3 separate regions of the Mus musculus genome follow, and regions 1 and 2 are each linked to region 3. A link is a contact called in public HiCAR-type and promoter capture Hi-C data. All regions are on one chromosome and are shown on one strand. The core of a region is the stretch at or near the end of the contact, and the rest is flanking DNA. Distances in the headings are between cores, read along the strand shown.

Region 1 (4,438 bases), core at 18-2,517, 1.0 Mb after region 3:
TATTACAAAAGGCTCCCCAGCCTGAGCCTCCTTCAAGGGCCCTTCTGAGAACGTCAGCTTCACCTTGAGTCTCCACAGGGTGGGGGCAGGGCCGAAAGGCACCAGAGCTGCACTCAATTTAGCTTTAAAAAGAGGAGGAGTTCTGCAGAGGGGGAGGGGAAGAGGCGGCAGACGCCTCCAGCTCTGGCTGCCCGCGGAAAAGGCGAGGGCAGGAAACGTCCCAGGCCCTCCCCAACTGTCAAACTGCAGCCCAGCCCCAGTCCTCCCAGGACACGTGTCTGCTGGGTAGCTCCGGGTCCTGCCTGGCGACTTCTTGAAACCTCTTATCCCTGGCCGCCCGCAGGAGCAGGGAGTCAGGAAGAGGGAGAGCCTGTGGGCTCCGGGATCCACAACCCTAACTTCGCCAGAGCGCCCGAAACGCCCTCGCGAAAGGGGGGGACAGCCTGATAGCCCCGCTAGGATGAGATCTGACTGCAGTCTCACACCTGGTTCGCTCCTGGTCGCCGCGGGCTAGGGGATCCCCAAGTGTGATGAACCTAGGCTCCCGGGGGATGGCTGTCCAACCTCCGGTGCAGTGAGCCCCCCAGGCCCCAGCCCCGCGCAGCGCCCAGCCCTCCACGCGCCGCCTCGGAACGCAGAAGATGCCCCAGAAGGGTGGCAGGAGGGGAGGAAGGGAGAGTGAAAGGGACGGAGGGGAGGAACTCTGTCGGGAAAAGGTTGGGTTTGAGTTTTTTTTATTATTATTTTCCACTTACTTGTCCATCAGCTGATGTCCTAACCTCTACCAGAGAGGCTGCTATCAACCAAAGTGACAGGAACACCATCACGAGTCGAGTGTACTTCGCAACTACTGGGCAAAGCAGCTACCCCAGCGCAAAGCACCCCAAAATAAGTTTCCTTTAAAAGCGCAAAGAAAATGGAAGGAGTGGGGGGCGTGCAGAGCTTTTAAAAAATTATCTTGGGCTTTGCTCAATGAAAAGGCAACGTGAGCTGTGCGCCTGGCCCCGTGCCCTGTCGGTCCTTTCCACTTCACCTTCTCACCCTGTCCTCCCAAGCCGACAGTGAGGGAGCCAGAGGTGCTGCGAGCCGGGCAGAGGCTGACCCGAGCGGGGGAAGGGACCGGGGCGTCCCACTCTCTACCCCGGAGCTGCTTTTGCGAGGCTCTCGGAGCACCGTGGGCCGCCTAGGCTAAGCACGGAGACGGCTCGGGTCCCGGGAGCGCAGCGGCGGGGAGAAGTGGGAGCCGGAGCCCAGCGAGCGGGAGAAAGAGGCAGCGCGAGCCCTGGATCCTCCGCCGCACACGCAGTGGGGGCGGGAGGACGAGGGGAGGAGGCGGCCGCCTAGGAGGAGGGAGGAGTGGGCCGCTCGCCCGCTCCGGTTGCTTGCGGGCCCCGGGCGTCTGCTCTCTGCCCGCGACCCGCCGGGCGCTAAAAAGGCGACCGTGTCACCCCCTCCCTCCTCCGGACGGCCCCTCCCGCCGCGCGCCCACGTCACCCGGGGCCCGCGCCCCCCGGCGTAGGGTCAGAACTCGCACCGTCCCAGGGGCTGCGAAAGCGCCGCCTGGACCCCGCATCCCCTTGGTCTCCGTGATGGGACGAGGGGCGGGGAGGGTCCCAGGCGCGCCTCCCAGCCCGACTGGAGGAGGGAGGGGGAGGGTCCGCTCACCAGACCTGGGCTGGATGAAATCACCTCCTCCAGCCAATCTCATCCCCACCCCCCACCCCACCCCACCCAGGCAGAGTAAAGTCTCCTGAGAGAATCCCAAGGACCCAAGGACGTGGGGGATTTTCCCCTTCAGACACTCGTCCCCTCCCAGGCTTGTATGGGCCCGGGAAAGCGGGGGGCCTCTCTCAGCAAAGCTCTTGTTTATGCTTTATTCGTTTATATTAGTTTTCAAAGATACCGCGTTCCCTTTCTTGACTCAACCGGATGTTTCCGTTTATCACTAGAGTACACAGGCCTCGGGGTCTCTTGCTTACACCCAGATTAAGTTATCTAGTGGCTTCTGCGGTTTGCAGTTTTCTGGGATTAAAAGACAGCGACCTGGGAGTTGCTGGAATCCCAGACCTACCTCCCTGGGGTAGACCAGGGTGGCCTGGGGGTTGGGGTGGGGGGAGGTGAGGAGGGAGTTCTCCTATCCTGGAGGACCACCCTCACCCAAGATCAGACCAGAGATTAATGAGGCTCACATTGAGGTGGGATTTTCGAAACTTCACCCAGAGATAGGGAAGTGGAGTCAGGTCTTGTTGGGGCAATCCTGTCAAGGTGTGGTTAGTTTTGAATTTTGTTATATGACTTCATAAATTGTTTATTCCTAGAGAGCTAAAGGAAAGGCCATCATCTGGTTTATACATTGCACTACGCTCATTGCTGTGTTGCCTCTGTCTTGTCGAAATTCTATACGGAGGACATTTACAGGAACGTATAGGAAGTGCCCTCATCTAGCAACAGAGTATATTAGGTTAATTAGTTAATTATTGCTTAGAAATAGGATTAGACCCTCAGGACTGAAGGACCTCTAAATTGACTTTTCCCTTCAACTGCAACCTGCAGCATCGTGGGCTGTCCTCGACTTGAGGTCTAGGCATGAACTTCCTAACCTTTAAAGCAAATACGCCTCAGCGTGGCATAACTTAAAAACTTGACCATTGTATACAGGCAGGTCAAAGGACAATGGAGGACAAACAGACCTGGGTTCTAGGACCCTCCCTTCCCAACAGCTATCTAACTTTGGCAGGTCCTGGAACGCCATTTTTATTTCTTCCCATTTTAGGTATTTCTGTTTGAGAGCTTTTTCTAAAGCTCTCTGACCTCAAGTGTTGACAAATAATGTATTGCTCTTGCCTCTAGAGTGGTGTTTGTTGTCTGTCACTGAATGCTTTTTTTGTACAACAAGCAATTCAGGGAACTTTCAGGAAAATATGCTTCAGACCGTTTGGCCTTAACTCCGTGTGTGTGTGTGTGTGTGTGTGTGTGTGTGTGTGTGTGTGTGTGTGTGTGTGTGTTGTTAGTGTCGATCATTTGGAATTCCATTATTTGGTTTTGCCTGCCCTGCCTAGAACAACTCTGGTGTTTTCTGTCTGTTCCTTTTTCCTTTTCTCTAAGTTCTGTTTGGACTCCCTCGATTTCCCAACTCCTGAGTCATTCAGGACCTTCACTCTGACAAACTCTGATTTAAGCACATGCCAGAAGATCTTTGTTTATCTGATTCAAAGGTGAGCTCTGATTAACAAGATTCTCCCAACATAATCCAAGGTAGGGCTTCACAAACTATTCCCTGGTTTGTTTTGTGTGTGTGTGTGTGTGTGTGTGTGTGTGTGTGTGTGTGCGTGTGTGTGTGTGTGTGTTTTACAAATCTACCAGTCAACTAAAGTTTGTGAAATAAGCATAAAAAGAAAATGATTTTTTTTATTCCCCACTTCCTAGGGACATCATAAAAATCACATGACTTTACTGTAAACTGCCTAGCACATTATTTAGAACATGGTAAGGTCTTACATTTATATTTAGGTAACATGAGGGCATTCCTGCAAATAGTTTACTGGAGTTAGTAAATTTTTGTCACAAATTGACCCTTCCAGCCTGCCTGGAATGAGCCCTCTCCCCTTCATAGGCCTCAGCTGTAGCTATAATATTGGCTCTCACACATTCTCCCGTCCAGGCAGATAAGAGCATTGTGTACAGGAGACCATATATTTAAAACACAAAACTACTAAGCACTTGGAGGTACGGTTTCTTTCAAAATATGTCTCTCATTTATAAATAATTTCAATATGTTTCACCAATATCTAGCATAATTTCCATCCAATGAGGGGTGCAGAATACTTTACTAGACTCTAAACACATCCAAGTAAAAGAGTAGCCTACTTACCCTGACTAGTATGAAGTTATATTTTGGGTCTTGAGATTTTTTTGACACCTGTTTTTTGTTTGTTTGCTTGTTGTGGTTTTTTTTGTTGTTGTTGTTGTTGCTACTTATTCACTTTACATCTGCCCACTGCCCCATTCCCAGACATCTGCTCCCACATTCTTCTCCCCAAGCCCCCTTCTTTTCTCCTCTGAGTTGTTGGGGCCTCCCCTGGGCATTCCCCACATACACATCCTGACACATCAAATCTCTGTGAGGCTAGGCGCAGCCTTTTCCACTGAGGCCAGTCAAGGCAGGCCAGCTAGAAGAACATATCCCACACACAGGCAACAGCTTTTGGGATAGTCCCTCACCTACCCCCACTTCAGTTATTGGGAGACCCGCATGAAGACCAAGCTGCACATCTGCTGCATATGTGCAGGGGCCCCATGTATGTTCTTTGGTTGGTGCTCTAGCCTCTGAGAGCTTCAAGGGTCCAGGTTAGTTGACTTTGTTGGTCTTCCTGTGTGGTTCCTATCCCTTTCAGGGGTCTGCAATCCTTCTCCCTACTCTTCCATAAAAGTCCCCAAG
Region 2 (4,575 bases), core at 23-2,522, 640 kb after region 3:
GGGAGGAAGGGAGGACTGGAGAGAGAGAGAGAGAGAGAGAGAGAGAGAGAGAGAGAGAGAGAGAGAGAGAGAAGACTATTACTCCCCAACCAAGTATTCCTTTACTGGCAGCCTCTAGTGTGATTGAAACGCCACCCCCATGATCTTGCACAAAAGCCGTGGTGCTTTGTGGATGGAGAATTCCCTATGGCTTCTCATAGCTGTTAGTGTCTTACCCGGACCAGACTCGCATCCTTGATCCCCTTGATCCCCTTGATCGTACCCTTGCCACTCCTTGAAAGAGTCTTTAACTTTTTCATTCACCCTGTGAATCTCTGAATTAATACATCCTATTTTAAGCGTGACTTCTCTTAGTCATTTGCAACTTCGAAGAAATTGTGTTAGCGTCACCGCAGGGCTCTCCTTGTCCCTATTGGTGGCTATGAGAATCCACACTTCCAGAACCTCAGTGAGGTCTTTCAAGCTACGAGGACAAAGAGAGCAGTGGAGGTGAGGATTCATTTGTAATCTAAAATGGAATTCTCGCTGTTATGAGAACTTAACAAAAATCAACGAATGATTAATATGTACCACGACCATTCTGGCATACTTAAGGGTGGCTATCCGTTTAGTTCTTAAAGAACCTACTAAGATTATCACCAGTTGTCTTTTTGCAGCAAAAAGAAACAGACACCTAGAGGATTAAACAAGGCAAGCCTTCCCAGGAGGCAGTAATCAGAGCAGCTTCCCTTCTTTTGCAGCGCAGAGATTCTGAATTCACAAGCTACCCAGCCGCCCCTAAGCAGGCTGAGAGTAGCTGCGCTGTGACTAACCAGCAGCTGACCGACCAGTGCAGTTCTGAGAGTGCAGCAAGAGCGGAGAGTGCAGAGCCCGCCGGCGTCAGCCCCGCTGCAGAGGGAAGTGGCTAGCCAGTCGCACCTAGGTCACCTGGTAGAGCAGAGCCCGCGAACCAGACAGAACCTGTTGCTCAGGCTCCGCTTGGCTTCTGCTTTCAACAGGGTTGGGAATCTGTCCTTGCCCAGGAACAGGTGAGGGCACGGGGGAGACTGCCTGGGCTCTTGGCATGGGTGGGATTTCCCTTCTCAGGGTCACCACTAGTCTCCGTGACATGAATTCTCCGTTTTACTCTTGGCCTTTCCCTAGAGCCTTTTAGGCTCCTTGAGCTCTCTGGATACTATCCCAGGAGCTTTGGTCTGGTCCCAGGCCAAAGTTTATCCTGGGGGTTTCCCTGCGCTGCTCCGCCCCTCCCCCTGGGCGTCTGAGTTCTTCAGAGAGATGGGACCTGGCTAGGATGGCGAATGGCGGTTCTTTCTCATCCTCGAAGTTCCCCAACCTCTCTCCAGGTGAACACTGGCAAACTTGTTGAATCTCCTTAGGAAGGTAAGTGGATCTCCTTGGAGATGCTAACAAAAATGTCCTTCGCAGTTCCTTTGCTTCACCAAGATGATGCTTAGCAGTGGTCTTTCTGGACCAGGCTTGGTTTGTGTGGCTGGGTTCGCCAGGAAAACTATAATGTGCGCAGGACAACACACGGGGCTAAGTGAAGACATTGATGGGATTTCTTTTGTGTCAAATCAGCAAGCAGTGCAGTGCAGTCCTGGGACCTTGAGGGGTCTGGTAATGAAGTAGAGGAAAACACTCTCCTGTAATTAGAACCAAGGCACAAAAATACATTTACTTCTCATTTCTCTCCAGCCAGGATGGCGATATTTCAAACATTCATTTTAAACAATATTAAATATAACGTGAACAATGAAAGGGTTTCTTTTAAATCAAGATATTCAAATTTCTTTGAGCGGAGTATCTGAATTTTCTTTATAGCACATATCTAAGCCATTTGCAATTGATAAGGAGAAAGGATGAACAAATCAATGTGTGAAGAGCTGTGAAGGATATATTTTTGTTTCTTGCTTGAACCAATTGAAAATAAGTTGGGAAAAAGTAATAACATCATAAGTTACAGCTGAATCTGCAACATTTCCATAGAATGCTCAAAGATAAGATTTATCAATAGCACAATTGAGTGGCCACAGCGTGCAAACTTTAAGTTTTCCTCTTAAGAACTGTTGCAAGCCAGGCGTGATGGTGCACGCCTTTAATCCCAGCAGTCAGGAGGCAGAGGCAGGTAGATTTCTGAGTTCGAGGCCAGCCTGGTCTACAAAGTGAGTTCCAGGACAGCCAGGGCTATACAGAGAAACCCTGTCTCGAAAAAAAAAACCAAAAAAAAAAAAAAAAAAAAAAAAGAAAAGAAAAGAAAAGAAAAGAACTGTTGCAGATGCCTGATTTAATAAAATATCGCCATCACTGCACACTTCGTTATCTTGAAAGGCACGTGTTACTATTAAAACTTGGGTGTTATTAACCTGAAATGTGTAGAGTATACAGATTCAAATTCACCAGACACAAATTCACCCTAAGCCAGCAAGCAGTTTGTGCCTGGAGAACTTACTGCAGTGTGCTGCAGTTGTTATTGAACTTGGATTCTGGAGTGGGGTTGGGGAGGCAAGCTTGCAAATGCCTCTGCGTCGCAATAAGGATTTCCAGCTGCATTTCAGACACCGACTAAGAACTTAGTTTCTATAAGCCTCAGAAACCAGCAATTGTTTATTTTGTAGCATGCTTCTTTAATTGAGAGGTGGAATGGATTTTGGGTGAACACTGTCATGCATGTTTGAAAACATTGAATAGTATTAGCAGTCTTAGCAGATTATACCCTGGACAATTCCATGCTTAATATTAATTTGATGATAACAGCTGATTTATTTTCTTTTCTGTTTGTGTTTGCTTTTTAAACTCTAGCATTGTGGGATTAAAAATGGCTCTTGAGAGACTTTTTTTCTAGCTGCCCTGAAATTGAATATTAAGGACTCAAGAAACCCCTCAACCCTTGCCATGGGTTACAGGGGTCGCAGCAGATAGAGTTTCACATCCTTCCTGTGGCTTGTAGAGCCTGAAGCACACACTTCCAAGCCTAGAGACAAGCTCTCTCACTTCAGTCTCACACACGGCCCCTGCCCCGCCCCCTGCCCATTACTTTCTGCCTCAAGCAAGTAATTTGCTGTCTCTAGTGCTGTTTAAAACACACAAGGAGGTTAGACTCAGACCACTACAGTCCTTTTAGGCTTTAGAAGTCCTTGGTTTTCCCTGGGAGAAAGGCAGAGATTATAGAATAAGAGGGCTTCTCTGACCTCGCCTTGCCACTGAAGAGGCAATGCCCTCGGGGAGGTCCTAGAAGTCATTAGTTTCTTTATAGAATGGTCCGTTGGGAAGATCTAATAGGGTGATCTATCTGGCTGCAGCCTCTGGTACAAGTCAGATGCATTGTGATCTTCTCCAGAGAGCCAATCTCTGACAAATCAGAGGAGATCTCAGCCTCTGGCAAAATGGAGAGGTGTTCCTCCAGGGACTGGGGGCTCTTGACCAGGACAGCCACTACCATAGAGTGTACACTGGGTCCCAGAAAAGAGCAAGCCAGAGCCTCTTTGTGTTGAGTGTGTATTTATTAACACTTTGCCCAGGAGTTCCTCCCCCACCTTCCACACATAAAAAAGCCACCGTGGCTCTGGAAAGCACAAATATTAAATGTATTTCACTGATACACAAAACTGAGAAAACATATCTTTTTGTTTGTTTGTTTGTTTGTCTTTTGGTTTTTTGAGACAGGGTTTCTCTGTATAGCCCTGGCTGTCCTAGAACTCACTCTGTAGACCAGGCTGGCCTCGAACTCAGAAATCCACCTGCTTCTGCCTCTGCCTCCTGAGTGCTGGGATTAAAGGCGTGCGCCACCACGCCTGGCTGGAGAAAACATATCTTAAGTCAGTTTCTCATATCAAGTTCAGCTTCTTTCCCTCTAAGCAAACCAGATAGGATCAATAATAGCCATCAGGAATAACCACAGTCCAAACCACATAAACCCACAATTGAAATTGTGCCAACGGTCTTAAAAAAACAACAACAACAAAAAACAACAACAAAAAAGTTTCCTTTAAGTAACTGTTGCCACATAAAATTTTAATTTCTAAATATTATGAAGGCATGCCCTCGTTTATTTTCTCCTTGGGCTACAGAAGGGGCACCTACTTTTGTGTCTGGGCTGTCCCCCTCCCCCCAATTTCTGGATCAAAGCACTTTCCATTTGAATGAAGGCTCCTTCCTTCTATCCCTCACTCTAATTGCTCTGTTTTTAGATCTCCAGAGGACTAACCAAGCAGACCCATGCTGTTTCCAGCTGTTAGAAATCTCTCCAGGGTCAGAAAACACTAACAATTGCCCAAAGTCAAATGAAGTAGTACTAGCCAACCTTAGGGAAGAACTCCCTGTCCGTGATCCCATTTCACCTTCGTGATTTTAGAGATTGGAAAGAAACGCAGTTCTTCTTAATTTATTGGATGAAGGTTTCAAAGATTGCTCAAAGTAAACACATTTCCTGGCATAGGCACCAGGATTAATGAAGTCATGATCTCCTCCAGCCACATTTAAATTCTACACTGCAGAGTTTACAGCAGTTTCGGGTTTATAATTCAAGTACCGATTTCTGTATGTGTCTGGCGGGCAATTCCATGTTCTTGTTAACCA
Region 3 (4,420 bases), core at 1,910-4,409:
AGCTCCGTGGCCTACTTCCACTCCACGATTAACAGCAAGCCTACTAGTTGTGTAATGTTGGTATGTATCATGCTCTCCTTTGATGCTGTACATTGATGGGCCCAGGGCTAGGGCCTCAGAACTTTTTATCTGTGTTATCTGAGGCAGGAGGCTTCATCACCTGCCGCCACTAGATGGTGCTTGTCATTCTAACAAAGCTTCCTGCAGGAAGTTTTCTCTGTGTCTCTACTAGGACCATAGGTGGGAAAGAAACTTGATTAATAAACTAAATAGTAAATGGGTAGGTAGTTCAGAAGGCTATAAAGCACAGGGAACTATTGGGCAGAAACCAAACAAGCCATTACCAGTTAGGATTATACTAATTCCACCAATCTTTTCTTTCTTTCTTTTTTTCCCCTGGATATTCAACCCAGACCTTGCTCCTGTTATGCAGGCATTCTACTATTGAGCTAAAGCCCAGGACCTCTTATTTCCTTTATTGTGTTGTTTTATTGAGACAAGTCTTACAATATATTCCAGGCTGCCTTTGGGCTCACTCTGTAGCCCAGGCTGGCCTGAAGCCCGTCTTCCATGTTGAATTACAGGTATGCTCTACCACACCCAGACTTTTCTGTTTGCTCTTTTCATCCTCAAACTTTGTGAGCCATAGGAGAAAAAGAGCAAATTAATCTTTCTCTGTGTTTATAGGAATCAAAGGTGATAGGGCATATGTTAGGACAAGTTCGGAGGGGGAAAAAAAAACCAAAACCAAAACCAAAAACAAGACGATCAGTATTTATTGTCCTTGCTTGGAATGGCAAAAGCAAAGGTGACCGACCACACACAGAGTTAAAAAAAAGTTAATCATGACCTTTCCAAGGAAAGCACACGAATCTCTATTACTGGACAGTAATCAATAGGAAAGGAAATGGAACATGCCTTTTTAATTGTGGGATCGCAAACACCAAGTGGAGAGTGATAACAGGGCTAGCAGGCTGTCAGCCAAGGCCAATTCTTTTCTCATTAATTTAAGACACATACCAAATTTCACTCCACAGTACTCATTCTCGCCTCCCACCCCCACCCTGCTCACCAGCTCTGTACCCCCTTACAGGGCAAATTCTTGCCAATCTTGATAATAAGGTGCCTCCAGGGGTTACCTATCAATTTGCATGAAGGGCATTTTGACGTATTTTGCAGCCAAGCACATGGGAAATGTGTTTCTTGGACTTTTCCTTTCTCAGACAGTCACTAAAGCTGACTATTCATGGCTGGTTCACGACTATAATGAGAAATTGCCAGCTATGTTGAAATACATAATCCACAGCATGAAAAACTGCTGATCAGCAGTGGCAAATTCTTAATACAAAAGTGATTTCTTTTTTTTGCTCATGAGCTTTGGGGTTGCTGAGTCTTGCTGTGTGTTTAGGAGTGACAGTTACTTTAAACATTAGCCTAGAGACAAAATATAATTGCTCAGGGGGGATTTAAAGATCATGTCTTGTTCCACCTTCACTTCTCAATTGCCCCTATCGCTGCCGTAGGTTTTGTAGAATGTGTGAACATGAACGTAAGCCAGAAATGACAACAGCCAAACACATGACATTAGTGCATTTTAATTTCAGACATTAGGCAACTTGGGGTGGTTCCCAGTGCTTGCTGAGTGTTGAGTAAGGGTTTTATACACACCAGCTTTCCCCAAACACAACCTCTGTATCTGCTTCTCCAACCCCAGGGGAGACACCATGTATCTTCTTTAGTTCTAGATACTGAAGAAAAGGAAAGGAAAGGAAAGGAAAGGAAAGGAAAGGAAAGGAAGAAAAATAGTGATTCTACTATTAACCTATTTTACCTCTACACCCAAAGTCCCCCTTCTCAAGCATCTTATTACCTATGTTAGAAGTGTTGGAAGCAAGAGTTAGTATGTGAAGTGACTTCTCCCGTGCTTATGTATTTGGGTGGCTCAACGGTGACTTTCACATACAAAATGCATGAACAGGAAACACAGACATGCTTGCACCATATGATATGCGGCATAAGCCCATTAAATGGCCACTCTACAGGAGTTTTCAGAACATTAGATAGTGTCTGTGCTGGCAACTGCTCACACCTTAAAGGACTGACGGCAGTCGTACTGGGCTATTGACATAATTGTGATTTGCTTGGCAAGGGGGTATTTAATTAGTTTCATCAGCATAGTAAATATGAAAGATCATTTTGCAAATGTAAGAACCTGGCTTAGATGGCTGAGGGTGTTTCCTTAATTCAGACATAAGCCACCAATGACACTCCTGTGTCCCCCAGACATTCTTTGTCAAAAAAGATGACTGGTGACTTGATATGGGCGCTGACAACACTTTCTTTACCAACACACGCCAAGTTTTGTAGAGTAGCATCCGGAATGATCTGGGCAGGCAACTTCAGGTTCTTCCCATGTGGGGGGACTGAGGCCATCTGGGTGAAAAGTTGAACCTATCTCTGGTTGCGAGAAGCCTGGCAAGGCGAGACTGCGGGGTCGGGGGCCAGATGCCCCCTCCAGCCCCGGGAGGGCGCAGCGTGCTGAGCCCCCGGCGAGGGCGGCGCAGCCAGAGGCCCCTCCCCTCCTCCGAAGCTCGGGCGGCTGACGCGGAGCGGCGGCCGGGAGCCGAGGGGGCCGGGCGGGCGCGAGCGAGGGCAGGGCAGGGGGCCGGCCGTGGCCACTCGCCGCTTTAAATATGGATCGCGGGCTCGCGCTCGCCGCACAGCTTCGGCCGCCTAGCCCATCCCCGAGCCCGGCCTCGGCTGCAGCGTCGGTTCCCGGCAGCCACACAGAGAGCCGGGCGCACACGCGGGAACTGCGGGAGGCAGAGTAGAGCGGAGCCGCCCCGCCGCCGCCGTCCCCTCCCCGAGGCCAGCACCTCTGCTCCGCGTCGCCGATCCCTCCCCGCGGGGCCGACCCTCCCGCGGCCACCCTCGCCCCTCGGCCGCCTCCCCGACGCACAGTGCGCAGCCACCCACCCGGCGCCAAAGTTGCGACCGCTGCCCCGCGCGCTCTGCGACCGGCCGCGCCAACTTCCCAGCCCACGCCGCCCGGGTCCCCGCGCTCCCCCGCCTCCCAGCCCCGGCGGCGCGCGGGGCAGAGCTTAGGTGGCGGCGGCGGCCGAGGTGGCGGCGAAAGCGGCGGCGGCGGCAGCGGCGGCGGCGGCCGCTGCAGCCTCACACTCGGTCGCCAAGCTGGAGGAGCGACGGAAGCCCGACCCCAGGAGGTGAGTGGCCCAAGCGGTGGCAGGGAGGGTCGGCCACGTCCCCATGCCTCGCCCGCGGGGTGGGCACTGGGTGGCAGTCCCGCAGGGCGCGCGGGCGGCCTCGGTGCGTCCAGGGAGGGACGCAGAGAGAGAGAGAGAGAGAGAGAGAGAGAGAGAGAGAGAGAGAGAGAGAGAGGTCAGTGGCGGGCCAGGCATCCCCTGGGCTGGGCGCCGGAGAAGTGTGGACACCGCTGCTGTTGCTGCGGAAAAAGTACTTTTTATTCTGTCTAAGCGTTCAGATGACGACTTTGGGTGGTTCTGTTTTCCCCCTACTGCATAGCCGCCTGCACGTAACCGGGCGTTGTTGCCACGACTGTGGGGCCAGTAGACGCCCGGGCTGGGCTCAAGAGCAGTGACACTGTGTTTCCTTGAGCCCGGGTGGTCGCGGTGTGGCTGGGAACCTGCTTGAGGGGGGACACACCTCCAGATCCTTAAGCTCTGGAGGTTGGGGCAATAGTGCCATCGAGGCCGTGGTCCCTACTTCACTGTCCGCTCCAGGACCGGGCACTTGCATCTCTCCCTGGCACGCCGGAGGCGGGGGTGAGTCAGGCAGATTCTCTGCAAGCGGCACACATTTATTTGCAAGGGGGTGGGGGGAGTCAGAGGTTAAACTGGGATTTCTGTGGGCTGGCGACCGTGGAGCTCTCTCTCAGGTACTGGGCAGCATGTGCATCTTGGCAAGGACAGGTGATTCCTTTCTTAAGTGCATTGCCCTCAGCCTTTGCCAGTCTGTTAAGAACAGCCACCGAGCGACAGCAACTAACTGCAGCGGGCTCCACAAAGAGGAAAGTTCTCCGAGAACAAAAGGGGAAAAGAAAACCCCTCAACTTGGGAAACGCCAAGAAAGCATGTCTGCCTTGGCTCTAGCAAGTAGAGCCCTTCTCGGTTCCCTGTAAAGGTGTAGCTTTGCCTTTCTCCACTCCTAGAGGCCCCACCTTCTCAGCAAGATTGCCTGCAGCAAGTTCTTCCAGTCTGAAGTTCAAGTGCTCAAAGCACCTTTCTCTTCCCCTTGCCACTTAACTTCTCTCTCCCTTTTCACTTCAGTGCTAGACAGACTTGCTCTGGGTGAGAACTCCCCGACGCTGGGCTGCAATAACACAGTCTCGAATCCTGGAAAGGCTCTTTCTTAAGGCGCTGCATCGAACTTCCCTTTCTTA

What was found. Promoter capture Hi-C pulls out the DNA fragments that hold promoters and counts their contacts. HiCAR-type assays count read pairs that join an accessible place to other places.
Region 1: a HiCAR-type map of astrocytes shows a contact between it and region 3, with 2.1 times the contacts expected there. The contact joins the promoter of Adamts3 here to the promoter of Slc4a4 in region 3. A contact is called at or near these places in 1 of 39 promoter capture datasets (hippocampal neurons) and 1 of 115 datasets of contacts at active chromatin or transcription factors (astrocytes).
Region 2: a promoter capture Hi-C map of embryonic stem cells shows a contact between it and region 3, with 3 times the contacts expected there. The contact joins the promoter of Npffr2 here to the promoter of Slc4a4 in region 3. A contact is called at or near these places in 7 of 39 promoter capture datasets (cranial neural crest, embryonic stem cells, liver and 1 more), 2 of 115 datasets of contacts at active chromatin or transcription factors (both in embryonic stem cells) and 1 of 9 other capture datasets (embryonic stem cells).

Annotation. Positions count from the first base shown.
Region 1 is chr5:89,882,067-89,886,504 of GRCm38.p6, forward strand. It overlaps Adamts3 (a disintegrin-like and metallopeptidase (reprolysin type) with thrombospondin type 1 motif, 3), which reads right to left and starts at 1,268. Exons shown (of 22, transcript NM_001081401.2): 1 at 756-1,268. The coding sequence starts at 824.
Region 2 is chr5:89,526,157-89,530,731 of GRCm38.p6, forward strand. Npffr2 (neuropeptide FF receptor 2) reads left to right here and starts at 1,273. Exons shown (of 4, transcript NM_133192.3): 1 at 1,273-1,380.
Region 3 is chr5:88,884,101-88,888,520 of GRCm38.p6, forward strand. It overlaps Slc4a4 (solute carrier family 4 (anion exchanger), member 4), which reads left to right and starts at 3,160. Exons shown (of 27, transcript NM_001359211.1): 1 at 3,160-3,224.